Linked DNA regions of Arachis hypogaea: region 2 is linked to region 1. Evidence: chromatin contacts called from public Hi-C data. All regions are on one chromosome and are shown on one strand. Each heading gives the region's core, a stretch centred on a gene start, on an enhancer-like site or on the middle of the called end of the contact. The rest is flanking DNA. Distances are from core to core; before and after follow the strand shown. Region 1 has its middle 13 kb from the start of LOC112805945. Region 2 holds the start of LOC140180313.

Region 1 (6,897 bases), core at 2,094-4,593:
AAAGCTAATTGCATAGGAGAGAACTGATGGTAACTCGTTGGCCTCAAACGAATAAGTGCTGCGGCATGTAAAATAGCATGCCCCCAAACCGAGGTTGGGAGATTTGTTCTCATAAGTAAGGGTCTAACAATTAATTGGAGGCGTTTAATAAGTGATTCTGCTAGCCCATTTTGTGTGTGAACATAAGCTACTGGATGTTCAACACTTATTCCATTAGCCATACAATAAGTATCAAAAGTTTGGGAAGTAAATTCACCAGCATTATCAAGACGAATTGCTTTGATTGGATTTTCTGGAAATTGTGCTTTTAATTGAATAATTTGAGCCAATAATCTCGCAAACGCCAGGTTGCAAGAGAACAATAAGCACACATGTGACCATCTCGAAGATGTGTCTATTAGGACCATAAAATATCTAAAAGATCCACATGGTGGATGAATAGGTCCACATATATCACCTTGAATCCTTTCTAGGAATTCAGGGGACTTAAATCCAACATTTACTGGTGATGGCCTTAAAATTAACTTTTCTTGAGAACATGAAGCACAACAAAATTTACTAGTTTTAAGAATCTTCTGGTTCTTTAGTGAATGTCCATGGGAGTTTTCAATAATTCTCCTCATCATGGTTGTTCCCGGATGACCCAATCGGTCGTGCCAAATTATGAATTTATTTGGGCTAGTAAACTTCTGGTTTACAATGGCATGTGATTCAATTGCACTAATCTTGATATAATACAACCCAGATGAAAGTGAGGCTAACTTTTTCTAATATAACATTTTTATTTAAATCATGAGTTGTGATACATAAATACTCGTGATTTTTCTCATTCATTGTTTCAATATGATATCCATTTCGGTGAATATCTTTGAAACTCAACAAGTTTCTCAGAGACTTGGTAGATAATATTGCATTATTTATTATAAATTTTGTTCCTCTGAAAAAAAATTATAGCTCTTCCGGAGCCTTCTATCACATTGCTTGAGCCAATAATAGTATTAACATATTATTCTTTTGGCACAAGATGGGTAAAATATATATCACGTTTGAGAATAGTGTGCGAACTTGCACTATCCGTAAGGCATACATCTTCATTACATATCCTTGTCATTTTCTTCAAAGACAAATAATAATAAAATGAGTAGTATGCACAGTTAAATTGAATACTTGATCAGAATTATTTTTCTAAGAAATACTGCACATAAAAATAATGTCATATACTAAAATTTCATTTTAAAACATGACATATTTAATGCTTTCAAGATTCATAACCATTAATATTTCATTATTTATATACATCATATTTGAACCTTAAATACATAGAAAATAAAGTTTAACAATAAGTTCTTTACATTATTTATTTATATGAATACTTAACAATCTCACACATTAAACTATTCCATCATTTATCAAATGACCAATATTTCCTTCAGGATCCTCAAAGAAATCAGATACATCATAATGAGTGGTGGAATTTTCAGCATCATTTGAAACGAAATTCGATTCTTTTCCCTTGTCGTCCTTTTTTAAAAATGCCTGGTAAAGATCGACTAGGTGCCTTGGGGTACGGCAGGTACGTGATCAATGGCCATTTCCACCACAACGGAAATACTTATCCTCTGTTAATTTATTCTGCCCGATATTTCTTTCTTTATCCCACTTCTGGCGAGATCCTCTCTTTTGAATATAATTTTTTTCCTTTCATAATTTTTCTTGTTATCAAAATCTTGTCATTTACCTCTTTTAGGGTTATAATTTGCCACATTTGCTTCAGAAAATGGGGCAGCGCCAGCTAGGCGCGCTTCATGATTTCTTAAGAGCAACTCATTGTTTCGTTCAGCAACAAGAAAGTAAGAAATTAGCTCAAAAAAATTTTTAAATCCTTTTTCTCGATACTACTACTGCAGGAGCACATTCAAGGCATGGAACGTCGAGAAAGTTTTCTCTAACATATCGGGCTTGAGGAGGTATCGCTGTCTTTTGATGATTGACCTTTCTTCAAGGTCTTTCCACAGATTTGCAAGATCTTTTAATGTGGGATATTGATTTTTCAATTATACGTCAAGATGACAATGAAGAAAAATCATAGCCTTAACTATATCTTTCTGGGATGTATTATTTTCAACTTTAATGATATATTCAAGATCCATTGAATCAAGATGTATTTTAGCATCTAGTATCTATGATAAATAATTTTTTCCACATATATTAAGAGCATTAAATTTAAGATGAAAGAGTTTTGACATAATAAAAATTTGTTACCTGGAGTCTTCCTAAAATTTTGTTAGAACTTCGTGCTGATAACGTGTTGTGAAATAAATAAAGGAAAATATAATAAATATAAAAGTAGAAATAGAAAATCTAGTATTAATATTAGCTAATGTAATAATTTCAATATAATAGGAATAATTTATATATTTATAATAAAAGAGAGAGAAGTGTTAGCAATGTATAAGAAGGAGGAGAGAGAAATACTTTATTGTTTGTATCATGTACGTAAGGTTATGAAGTCTTATTTATAGTTTTACAAATTCAACTTTCATTAAAGTTGGTCTACATAATAATTTCAACTCTCTCTCTTAAAAATTTCAGCTGCCCATATCATTAATGGGTATCTATCTGTTATTCTTATCACAACACCAAATACTAATTTTTTACATTTTTTAATTTTTTCCGACCACTTTCATTTTTTTTAACATAAGCATTTTGTTTTTTTTTTTTTTTTGAAAGGATATACATTTTCTAAACCACTCAACCTTCTTTTCTTGCAAGGTAAGAAATTTCACCACTAAACTAAGCACATGCAAGATTAATTTTAATCAAACTCTAATAATTTCGGGATATTTTTTAGGTGGGTACTCTAACAAAAATTTTATAATTGTCTTTATATAAATTTTTACTCTTGGATAATAAATTATAGAGTTAGATTTTGATATATTATAAAAGTGTTATTTTTGTTTAAAATATGGTCAAATAAATAAATCACACTTTCTTTTATTTCTCACGGTATCTCTCAACCCGACAGGCCAAGGACTAATATGCCGCTGTACTGAACTCCATTTAAGGGTTAATGTGTTGCTGCATGCACAAGACGAAATTTAAATTCTAACACTTATTTAAGCGGACTAGTAAATTAACTACTAGACTAACCCAATCTGATTAAATCACACTTTTATACAAAACATTTTCATGAAATATGTTTTGGGCATTTTTATTTAAGTAGTTGTTTATTTTTTTATATTTCTTTTTTTATGCCCAATTTTTTCAGTTTAGAGAAGAGGGCCAAATAAATATACGCTTTTTTGGTCAACAATAAATACACATCGATATATTACAATAGGTTTGCTGTAGATCCACATGAGGTTTTGGCCCAATATGATAGACAATGACATTGGCACATTGTTATATCAGTCCCGTCAATAACCAATACATTTTTTTTAAATACCAAAAAAAAAATCAGATTTTTTCTTTTTTTTTTGTTAATTAAAAAATAATTTTAAATGCTATTTTATCAGTATTAGTATATTATTGTTGCATTATGGTGGAATGTGGCTAAAATGAGCGTTTATAGTGTCCTGATTGTGACTTGTGAGTGACCTAATGAATGTGTGTCACGTATGATAAAAAATCATTAAAATCCTGATATTTTTAAAATTTTTTGTTTCTGGCAAAACAAAAATTATATTTATATTTGATTTTAATATACTAACAATAAAAATAATTTTATATGACAATCAATTCATATATTTAAATAACTTTTTAAATAATAAATTTAAAAATAAAATATTTTTGTTACCATCACAATACACGATTAACTTTGTAAAACTCTTTCACATTTTTGCTAATATGACAATATTCTTCAAAGTTGTAACTTTATTTATGTATCATTATTTTACAATGTTTTTACTTAAAAAATTTGATACGTTTATAAATTAATATATTCTAATTAATAATGTATTTAAATATATTTATTATTTATGAGTTTTCCAAAATTTTAAAATGGCAATTACTAATTAGTATTTTGTATTTCGCTAAAGTTAGTTACCTTAAATAATGTCGTAGAAAATGTCAGATTTTAATTCATGCACAATTTGTATTTTTTTTATATTATTCAAATGAAACAAATTATTTTATTTCTTTGAACTATAAATTATGAGCAATTTAGTTCCATGATTATAATTTTTAAAAGGGGATAAATTGATTTTGTAAATTAATTATTTTATTTTCATTTTTTAATGAAACAATGCATATTCAAAACAATTTAGGGATATTTGGTTATACATAATTAGAAACAACTATATTAGTTTTATATTAAAATCATCTATTAAAATTAGTCATTAAGATAAAATATTTGTTATAATACAAAATAAATTTATTATATTAAAATTAAATTAGACAACATATGTATTTATATCCAAATACCATCATAATAGTTGATTTTAGTATACAAATAATATTTTTAAATTAAAAAATTGTAAGAGTGGATTCACATGTATATATCGAATAATTAAGAGTATAGCATATTAGCATTCCTATTTATTTATTTGTTTATTTATTTATAAAGATGCACGTTTAAGAAGATTAAATTTCAAAAAATAGATTTACATTTTTCTTAAATATAAAATATAAAATGCATAAATATGACTTGTATTTTATTTTAGTAAAAAGTGAGTTAATTTTTTAGGAAGAGAATTTATCTTTTATTTTTACATTTGTATGAAATAGTACTGTTTTCAATACAAAAATTTTATCAAACGTGATGAGAATTTTTACGTGAGAGTTATACAGGAATAAAATTTAGGAAGTTTCATATTTACAATGAGCCCGGACACTTGTGTCCGACGTATTTTAGACACGATATTTATCGATATTTGTTTGATATGCGTATCTTAATAAAAAAATAAAAATATTTTTTTCGGTCACATTTGGATATACATAATACTATTTATTTATCAGTGTGTCTAACCTTATTTTTAACATATATTTTTAAAATAAATTTAGAAATCGTATATATTATTATTTATTAAAATAAAAAATATTTTAAATATTTTATATACTTAAATAAAATATTAAAAATAATTTAAAATATCATTATGATCTATCTAAAAATACTTTATATTTTATATATAGATGCATATCCCGTATCTTATAAGATTTTAAAATAATTTTCATATTAGAGACGGAATGGTATTTTCCACCGACATTGGATAGGGGTTGTAACAGCCCAGACCATCCGCTAGCACGATATTATTCGCTTTGGCACACAAGGCCTCACGGTTTTGCCTTTGACGATAGGGATGATAGCCAAAACCCCCACACTCACTCGTCAAAACGCGTCATGTTAGGGAGAGGTATCCACACCCTTATAAGGCATGCTTCGTTCCCCTCCCCAACCGATGTGGGACCTTACAATCCATCCCCTAAGGGAGTCCAGCACCCTTGCTGGCACATCGATCCGGGCTCTGGCTTTGATACCATCTGTAACAGCCAGACCACCCGTTAGCACGATATTGTCCGCTTTGGCACACAAGACCTCACGGTTTTGCCTTTGACGATAGGGATGATAGCCGAAGCCCCCTACACTCACTCGTCAAAACGCGTCATGCTAGGGAGAGGTATCCACACCCTTATAAGGCATGCTTCGTTCCCCTCCCCAACCGATGTGGGACCTTACAATCCACCCTCTAAGGGAGTCCAGCGCCCTCGCTGGCACATCGATATGGGCTCCGGCTTTGATACCATCTGTAATAGCCCAGACCACCCGCTAACACGATATTGTCCGCTTTGGCACACAAGGCCTTACGGTTTTACCTTTGACGATAGGGATGATAGCCGAAGCCCCCCACACTCATTCGTCAAAACGCGTCATGCTAGGGAGAGGTATCCACACCCTTATAAGGTATGCTTCGTTCTCCTCCCCAACCGATGTGGGACCTTACAGGGGTGGCAAACGGGTATAAACCTTATTGGGTCGGCCCGTGTAACTCGCCAAAATGGCAAGTCGGGCTGAAAAATTGAGACCGCCGCACATCAAAAGTCCGCCTAACCACACCGCTTAAACCATAGACTTTGACGGGATTTGGCGGGGTAGGGCAGGGTTCCTGCCAGGCTTAGGGTTTTTTGTGAAAATGTTCTAATTTAGTATTCTAGATTATGTTTTGTGTTTAATTGATTATGTTCTAAATTTGTAGATGCTTAATTATATATTTTAGAAAATATTTATTTTACTTTAGATAATGTTGATTTTATTATTTTGTTTCAAAAACCTTGGTTTATGATTACGTTTATTACATATTTATAATTATAAAGACTTTAATGTTTATTAATTTAGAAATTATAATTTTTTTATGTCTTTAGAAATTATAAATTTATTAAAATAGTTGTGGTATTATATATATTATTTAATATATTTTTGGTAATTTACATTATTTAATAATTAATAGTAAAAAAAAAACAAGAGATTTGGCGGGAAGCCCACTAACCCGTTGTTAGACGGGACATGTGAAATTTTAGGACTGCCTCATTAGGCGGGGTCTGACAGACTTCTCTACTTACCACTCCTAATATTGAAACTATTATTCTTAGGTGTGAAAGATGACGACAAACAGATCAAAAGGTCAAAATTTAAAAAATCACAAATCAAATCCTCATATTTGAGTTTTCTAGATTTTTAAAAAATTTTTTACAAATTTTTCTTAGATTTGAATTTTTTGAATTTTTAAAATTTTTCACAAAACTTATCTTCAGATTTGGATTTTTAAATTTTATATTTTTTTAAAAAACCTACCTACTGATTTATTTTTCCTTTAAAATAAAACAAATTTATCTAGAATAAATCGGAGACTCAATTTTGTTTTTTCTTAAATTTAAAATTCACTTTATTACATATCGGACACT
Region 2 (6,897 bases), core at 1,935-4,434, 46 kb before region 1:
TTATGACTGTTAGAATGCTTTACACATTGCAAGGAATTCTACCTTTCATTCAAGAACTAAACACATTGGAGTACAATATCACTTTGTTCGAGTAGTAGTAGAGAAAAGAAATGTTGATATGTAGAAGATTCACACTAAAGATAACCTAGCAGATGTCATGACAAAATCAATCAACACTAAAAAATTTGAATGGTATAGATCTTCATATGGCCTATCAAATACATGAGCAACACAAATTTTTGAAAATTCACCAAAATTAGCTTTAAGTGGGAGATTGTAAGTTTAGTAAAATTAATTATAGAAAAGAAAAAAAAAAAGAAAAACTAAATAATGAAAGGAGAAAAATACTTCTAGGTAATAGCCATCAAACTTTGATGGTGGAGAGAGAGAAAGAATAGTAACCTCATGTTGCGGGTGGTTTACGTAACAGAGATTCGTTTATAAATTGAAAATCTTTGCATTTTGTTTTCAATCAAGTCATTCAGATAAAATAACATATAATATTTCTTTGAGTAGTTTTCTCCTGTATATGTAGAGAGAAGTGTGTTCTCCTTTTGTTAAGAGAGAATGTTATTATAATCTCTTTATGATAGAAAAAAGTAATAATTCTCAACAAAAATTATTCAATTATTTTTATATTTTATACAAATTTTTAATTTTTTATCTTTATATTTTGCTGTGTCATTTGTTACCTAATAACATATACACAAAAAATCAATCATCATATAAATTACTTGTATAAAAATATAAAATATATATTAAAATATAAAATATACATTAACAATAAATTAAACAACAAATATATTTATATATAAATACATCATATCTAATTTAGTAGCCTTGATAAAATACTTCATTTCATTTTATATTATAGTTATTGTTTATCAAAATTAACTTATTTTATATTCATTTATTTGTTTACAAATTGCATCTCATACATAACTAGCTAAGCATTACATATGTTTATTTGTTATTTTATTTTCTCATCTTTATTATTGTGTATCTTAGTTAAGAATTTAATTATCCTAAATTGTCCAATTTTTAATTCATTATAAGAAAAATAAGCGATTTTACAACCGCTAAAAATAGTTATTTTGATAGGATATATTTTTTATGGTCGCAAAAAGAGTTAGTATTATTAGAAAAGGTTTAAAGTATATCTTTTACGGCTATTTAAAAAAATATATTTATTGACATTTATTCTTTACCATCAATGATAGCTAAACATTAATAAAAGTAGTGTCAATAAAGTTTTCTTTTTTAAAATTAAGTGTTCGTTAAAAGTACATTTAAATATATTTTTGTAATTATTAATCATCAATAATATCGTAGATATTAGAATTAACAACCATTAAAATATATTTGAACATATTTTTGACACAATTATTTGTTACAAAAATACTCTAGCAAAATGGTTATTTTTTGTATACTATTAGCCGTGCTAAGTTCTTTATTCTGGTGATTGTTGAGATTAAATTAGTGAATATAATGATAAATTAATAACTTGATAAGTGATTATTAAACATATATGTATATATGTTTAACAATTTAGTACATAATCTTTAACAATAAAAAACAAATATGTAAACTTATTTGGTTACACTTAAGGTGTATTTTTATCCAGTAGACCTTGGTATTGATTTCTCAAAAAAGATTAATTATAAAATTCTACTTGAACATTTCTTAGCTAGTTATCATTATCCTCAGATAACTGCGATGAAATTAAACTTTTTCAAAAAGAGAAAAGTTTATGAAATTCAGTTTTTACGTTAATAGAAACAAAACAAAACCAATAATGCCATCAAAACTTTATAGAACCCTAATAATTAAAACGCAAAGAGAATATGTTTTATATATGATTTTTTATTTTTTGTTGTCATTTTATATATATCGAATCATATCTAGACAAAAAATTTCTTAAATTTTATAATGATAGACAAATGCAAAAAAAAAAAAAAAAAGAAGTGAATGTAGGTATATTTTTAATAATATAAAGATTTCATTTTTCTGGGATCCCTAAGGTATAGGTCGAAAAATTTTTCGTTCCAACTTTTTTTTACATACAAAATGGTCCCTAAGGTTTAACTTGGTTTTAAATTTTTGGCAGCAGAAGCGGAGGCAGAGGTGGATCGTAGACAACTTCTTCTTCTTCCCTTCCTCCTTCGCAGGAGCAAAAACACTCTCCTTCTCTTTTTTTTTTATTTTACAATTTTTTTATGGGTAATTTAATCCAAAATTTTAAGATTTAAATAAAAATGACGATTTTAAAATTTGGTTTTTAACCTTAAAAATGATTTTATATATAAAAAAAAATTTCGACCTATATCTTAAAAACCAAAATCGTACTTAACACTTTTTTTAATACATGTGCAATTGTTTGCTAGGTAAATGAATGATGTCACTTGACCTTTACGTTTAGAGCTATAGGTTGTTATATATAGTGCATGTTAGTAGCTTAGTTAGATTTATCAGGTGAAAAGCTCACCAAGTTCACTGTTGGTTAGTTAGAGAGGCTTTGTTCTACTACAGCTGAGGTGCATTGTAGAGAGTGTATATATATCTATGTAGACTCTTCTAATAACTGAAATTCACCATTTTATCCTATCAAGATTTACAATTGCATCTTTCTCTCTGAAGTTCTCTCTCAAAGGTGCTGCTGCCCACACCATCAACACCTTTTAACATGGTACGGTGAGCGTAGAGTGTAGCAAGCACTGAGATTCAGATTGAGAAAGACGCAGCTTGATCTGAAATCTTGTCAATTTTGCAAGAACTCAATTACGGTAATGGTGATCCAAGTTCTCACTTTCTACCCTCCCCTTGCGATCTCGATCTGGATTTCAATTTCAATCTCGAATTCAACATCGAACTGATGCTAGGGTTCGCGATTTCTTCTCAATTTGTTGATTGACACTCTCCATTGAGGTTAGGGTTGGCGATTTGGTCTGACCTCTTTCTTCCGATTTCCCGTTCAACATCTCCCCTGTTTTCTCCCAATCCTTCTCCAAATTCTCAAGTCTGACCTATTTCTTCTTCTTCTTCTTCTTCTGATTTCTTCTCTTCCTACAAACTCAAACAATAGAGATTGATGAGAGTGTGCTCCCTCTCACTTCCTTCAATTGTGAGGCAGCAACTCCAATCAACGAGATTGTAGGAAGAAGGTTGTTCAATCGTAATTGCCCGATGGAAGGTATCAATGCAGAGGCATTCATGAACTTTTTGAACCAGATCACAGCATTTCAAGCAAATCTTAGCAAGAGGAATGCCAAACCGAATCAAGATTCGACAAGCATTTACTACCTTCATCCATCTGACGGTATTGGTACACCTCTTTCTACTATTACAATTGATGGTAAAAATTATGGTGACTGGAGTATAGCTATACTTTGGGGGCTGAAGGGAAAGAACAAAGTAAGGTTTGTTGATGGTAGCCTGCCTAGGCCTGATAAGGATGATGAAAATTTTGAAGCATGGGATAGATGTAATACATATGTTGTGGCATGGATTAATCACTCTCTTAGTCCTGATATATCACGAAGTGTCGTCTGAAACACTATGGCAAGCAATTTGTGGACTGAATTGAAGTGCAGATACTGTCAAGTGGATAGATTCAGAGTGGCAGAATTACAGGAGGAGCTTTTTGCAATTAGGCAAAAAGACCTTGATGTAACATCTTATTTCACTAAGTTGAAGACTATTTGAGAAGACCTTGAGAGTTTTAGATCTATTCCTAATTATGCTTGTTAGAAAAGTGTAGCTATGGCCTAGGTATAATGCGACAATATAGAATTGAGGATCAAGTAACTCGATTTTTGAGAGGCTTAAATGAGCAATTTTCGAATGTTAGGTCTCAGATTATATTGTTGGATCCACTCCCTAATGTGAATACTCTACTCTGCATGTTGACACAGCAGAAACACGGATTCCTGAATATGGATATTAATCCAGAAGTCAAAATTGCCTATGCCGCTACTCCCTCAAACACAGCAAACCCAGGAAATGACAGAGGAAAAGGGAGGGGTAGAGGCGGAAGGAGTCAGGGAGGGAGAGGAAAGGTGCAATGCTCGCACTGTGGAAAGTTGGGTCACAGTATTGATGTGTGTTACAAGAAACACGACTACCCATCGAACTTCAAGGAACGCAATGCTGCAGAAGGAGCTGGAAATTTTGCAGCGTCCCTAGTTACTAAGGGTGATTAAGAGAAGCTCAGGGAGAAGAACCTTTCATCACGTTCTATTCATTTGGAAAAGGTTGGGGGTGACACGTTGGAGTTCACCCTTGAACAAAAGTAAGCATTGCTTACTCTTCTCAACAAGAGCATTGGAGAACACTCCCATAACATGAACCTGATGGCATCAAAGGTTTCACCCGATATACCTCATCAAGGTAAATTGGAGCATCCGGCAGTTCCTCCTCTAGGAATGGTAGGAACAATTTTGCATTTTAAAACCAGCATTAATGCATTAGATGTTTCTCCAAATAAATTCTTGTCTTGGGTAATTGATACAGGTGCTACTGACCATGTATCTTATTACCTAAGTGATTTTTATACATATAAACAAGTAGCTCCCATAATAGTTAAGCTACCCAATGTGGCCTGGACCACAAGCACTATTATGAGAACTATTATTTTTTCCAATGAACTTCTACTCAATAATGCTTTATACATTCCATCCTTCAACTTCAAACTAATTTCGGTTTCAAAACTCGCTTCCGAATTGCATTGTCAAATGATTTTTACTGACACAAAATGTGAGATACAGGATCTGAGCTCGACGAAGATGATTGGAGAAGCTAAGGAGAATGGTGGTCTTTACATATTAAATAATGAGGTTTCGAAACACCCATGTCCTAGTGCACAAATCTGTTCAGTTGTCAATAATAATCATAATAATCATATTTTGGATCCTTGTCTATGGCATTACAGGTTAAGACAGTTACCCAATGATAGGCTAAAACAGATGAAGCGAGATTTCTCTTTCATCTCATTAGATAATAAAGCAGCTCTGTGCAATGCTTGCTATTTTACCAAGCAGAAACGACTCATTTTTCCTGTAAGTAGTTTTCAACCAACTGTACTGTTTGAACTTGTACACGTAGATATTTAGGGACTTCTTGATGTACCTTCAAGTAGTGGTCATAGATATTTTCTCAACATTGTAGACAATAAATCTCGGTATACATGGGTGTATTTGATGAAGTTAAAATCTGAAGCATGCATTTTACTTCAGCATTTTGCAACTTTCATTCAAACTCAGTTTAATAAATCAATAAAGGTCATACGGTCTGATAATGGTCCAGAATTTTGTATGAAATATTTTTTTGCTAAAACTGGAATTTTGCATCAAACTTCCTGTGTTGAGACACCTCAACAGAATGGAATAGTGGAAAGAAAGCAGCAACATATTCTCAACATTAGTAGAGCTCTTCTATTTCAATCTCATGTTTCCCACTGTTTTTGAAATTTTACTCTCAAGCATACTGTTTTCTTGTTGAACAGAATTTCTTCAACCTTTCTTAAGAATAAATTTCCATTCCAAATTTTACATGATTCTCTCCCTGATCTAGTGCACTTACGGGTGTTTGGTTGTCTTGCTGATGCCGGGATCCTCACTGCTCATCGGTCCAAATTGGATCCCCGAGCACGGAAGTGTGCATTCCTTGAATTTAGGGAGGGAACAAAAGGATATGTTCTACTTGATTTGAAATCCAAGAAAGATTTTGTCTCAAGAAATGTTGAATTTTATAAAAATTACTTTTCTTTTGCACAAAACGAGTACAAACAAACACATACACCGAATCTAAAATTACCATGCCACTTACTCCAAGACCTGACATGCTAGAACCAAAATAAGACCCCTTTTCATATTCCCAAACTGGAAATTAGCCAAGAGTTATTGAAGATAACTCGATAAGGCCTTATGGGGACACTTGTGAGCCAAACATAGAAAACATTCGACCAAGAGAAATTGAACATAGTACACTTAGAAGATCTACTAGGGAGAAATGATCACCCACTCATTTAAAAGATTTTGTTTGTGTAAGCACCACCATTAACAATATTAGGTCCAATTGGTCCATCAATTGCAACAAAATCAGGTATTCAATTTCAAATTGTCATATGATTCACTTTCTACATTGCATAAGGCATATTCACTTGCACTGACTAATAATGTTTAGCCAAAATATTATGAAGAGGCAATCTCACAATCTTGTTGGCAAGAAGCCATCAATGCTGAGCTCAAGGCTCTAAAATTTAACAAGACATGGAAGCTCACAACTCTACCACATGGGAAGAAGGCGATGGGAAACAAGCAGGTTTTCAAGATAAAGCACAATCGGATGGCTCAATAAAGAGGTATAAAGCCCGATTAGTGGCGAAAGGATACACACAAATGGCTAGTATCGATTATTTAGACACTTTCAGCCCAGTGATAAAGTTGAAAACATTGAGAATTGTGTTGGCTCTAGCTACCATGAAGGGTTGAATGCTTAAACAAGTCAATGTGAATACTGCTTTCTTGCATAGAAAACTCAAGAAGGAGGTGTACATGAAGCCACCACAAGGTTAAGATGTTGAAGAAGGAAAAGTTTGCAAGTTAGAAAGGTCATTATATGGGTTTAAACAAGCAAGTAGGGAATGGAATCACATGCTACACTTAGTATTGGTAAAAGCTGGGTACACCAAATCTGCATCCGACCACTGTTTGTTTACAAAGGGGACAGAATTTGGTTTTACAGCATTGCTAGTATATGTGGACGATTTGGTGATAGCGGACAATGATGAGAAGATAATCAACCGAATTAAAAGAATCTTATATGAGAAGTTCAAGATCAAAGATATAGGAGATCTCAAATTTTTCCTAGGAATGGAAGTTACAAGGTCAAAGAAAGGGA

Evidence for each region. Hi-C and Micro-C count contacts between places; a contact is called where the count stands out from the background.
Region 2: a contact with region 1 is called in a Hi-C map of leaf, with 2.1 times the contacts expected there. The contact joins the promoter of LOC140180313 here to the enhancer-like site in region 1. A contact is called at or near these places in 2 of 8 Hi-C or Micro-C datasets (leaf and an unstated tissue).

Annotation. Positions count from the first base shown.
Region 1 is chr16:146,394,812-146,401,708 of arahy.Tifrunner.gnm2.J5K5, reverse strand. No RefSeq gene overlaps it. Among protein-coding and RNA genes, the nearest start is that of LOC112805945, 13 kb to the right of the region's middle. Within about 2 kb of position 3,343, at least 1 of the 3 cell types and tissues checked has open chromatin away from gene starts, as enhancers often do.
Region 2 is chr16:146,440,734-146,447,630 of arahy.Tifrunner.gnm2.J5K5, reverse strand. It overlaps LOC140180313, which reads left to right and starts at 3,184. Exons shown (of 3, transcript XM_072220780.1): 1 at 3,184-3,481; 2 at 3,591-3,666; 3 at 3,758-4,199. The coding sequence starts at 3,184. The coding sequence ends at 4,199.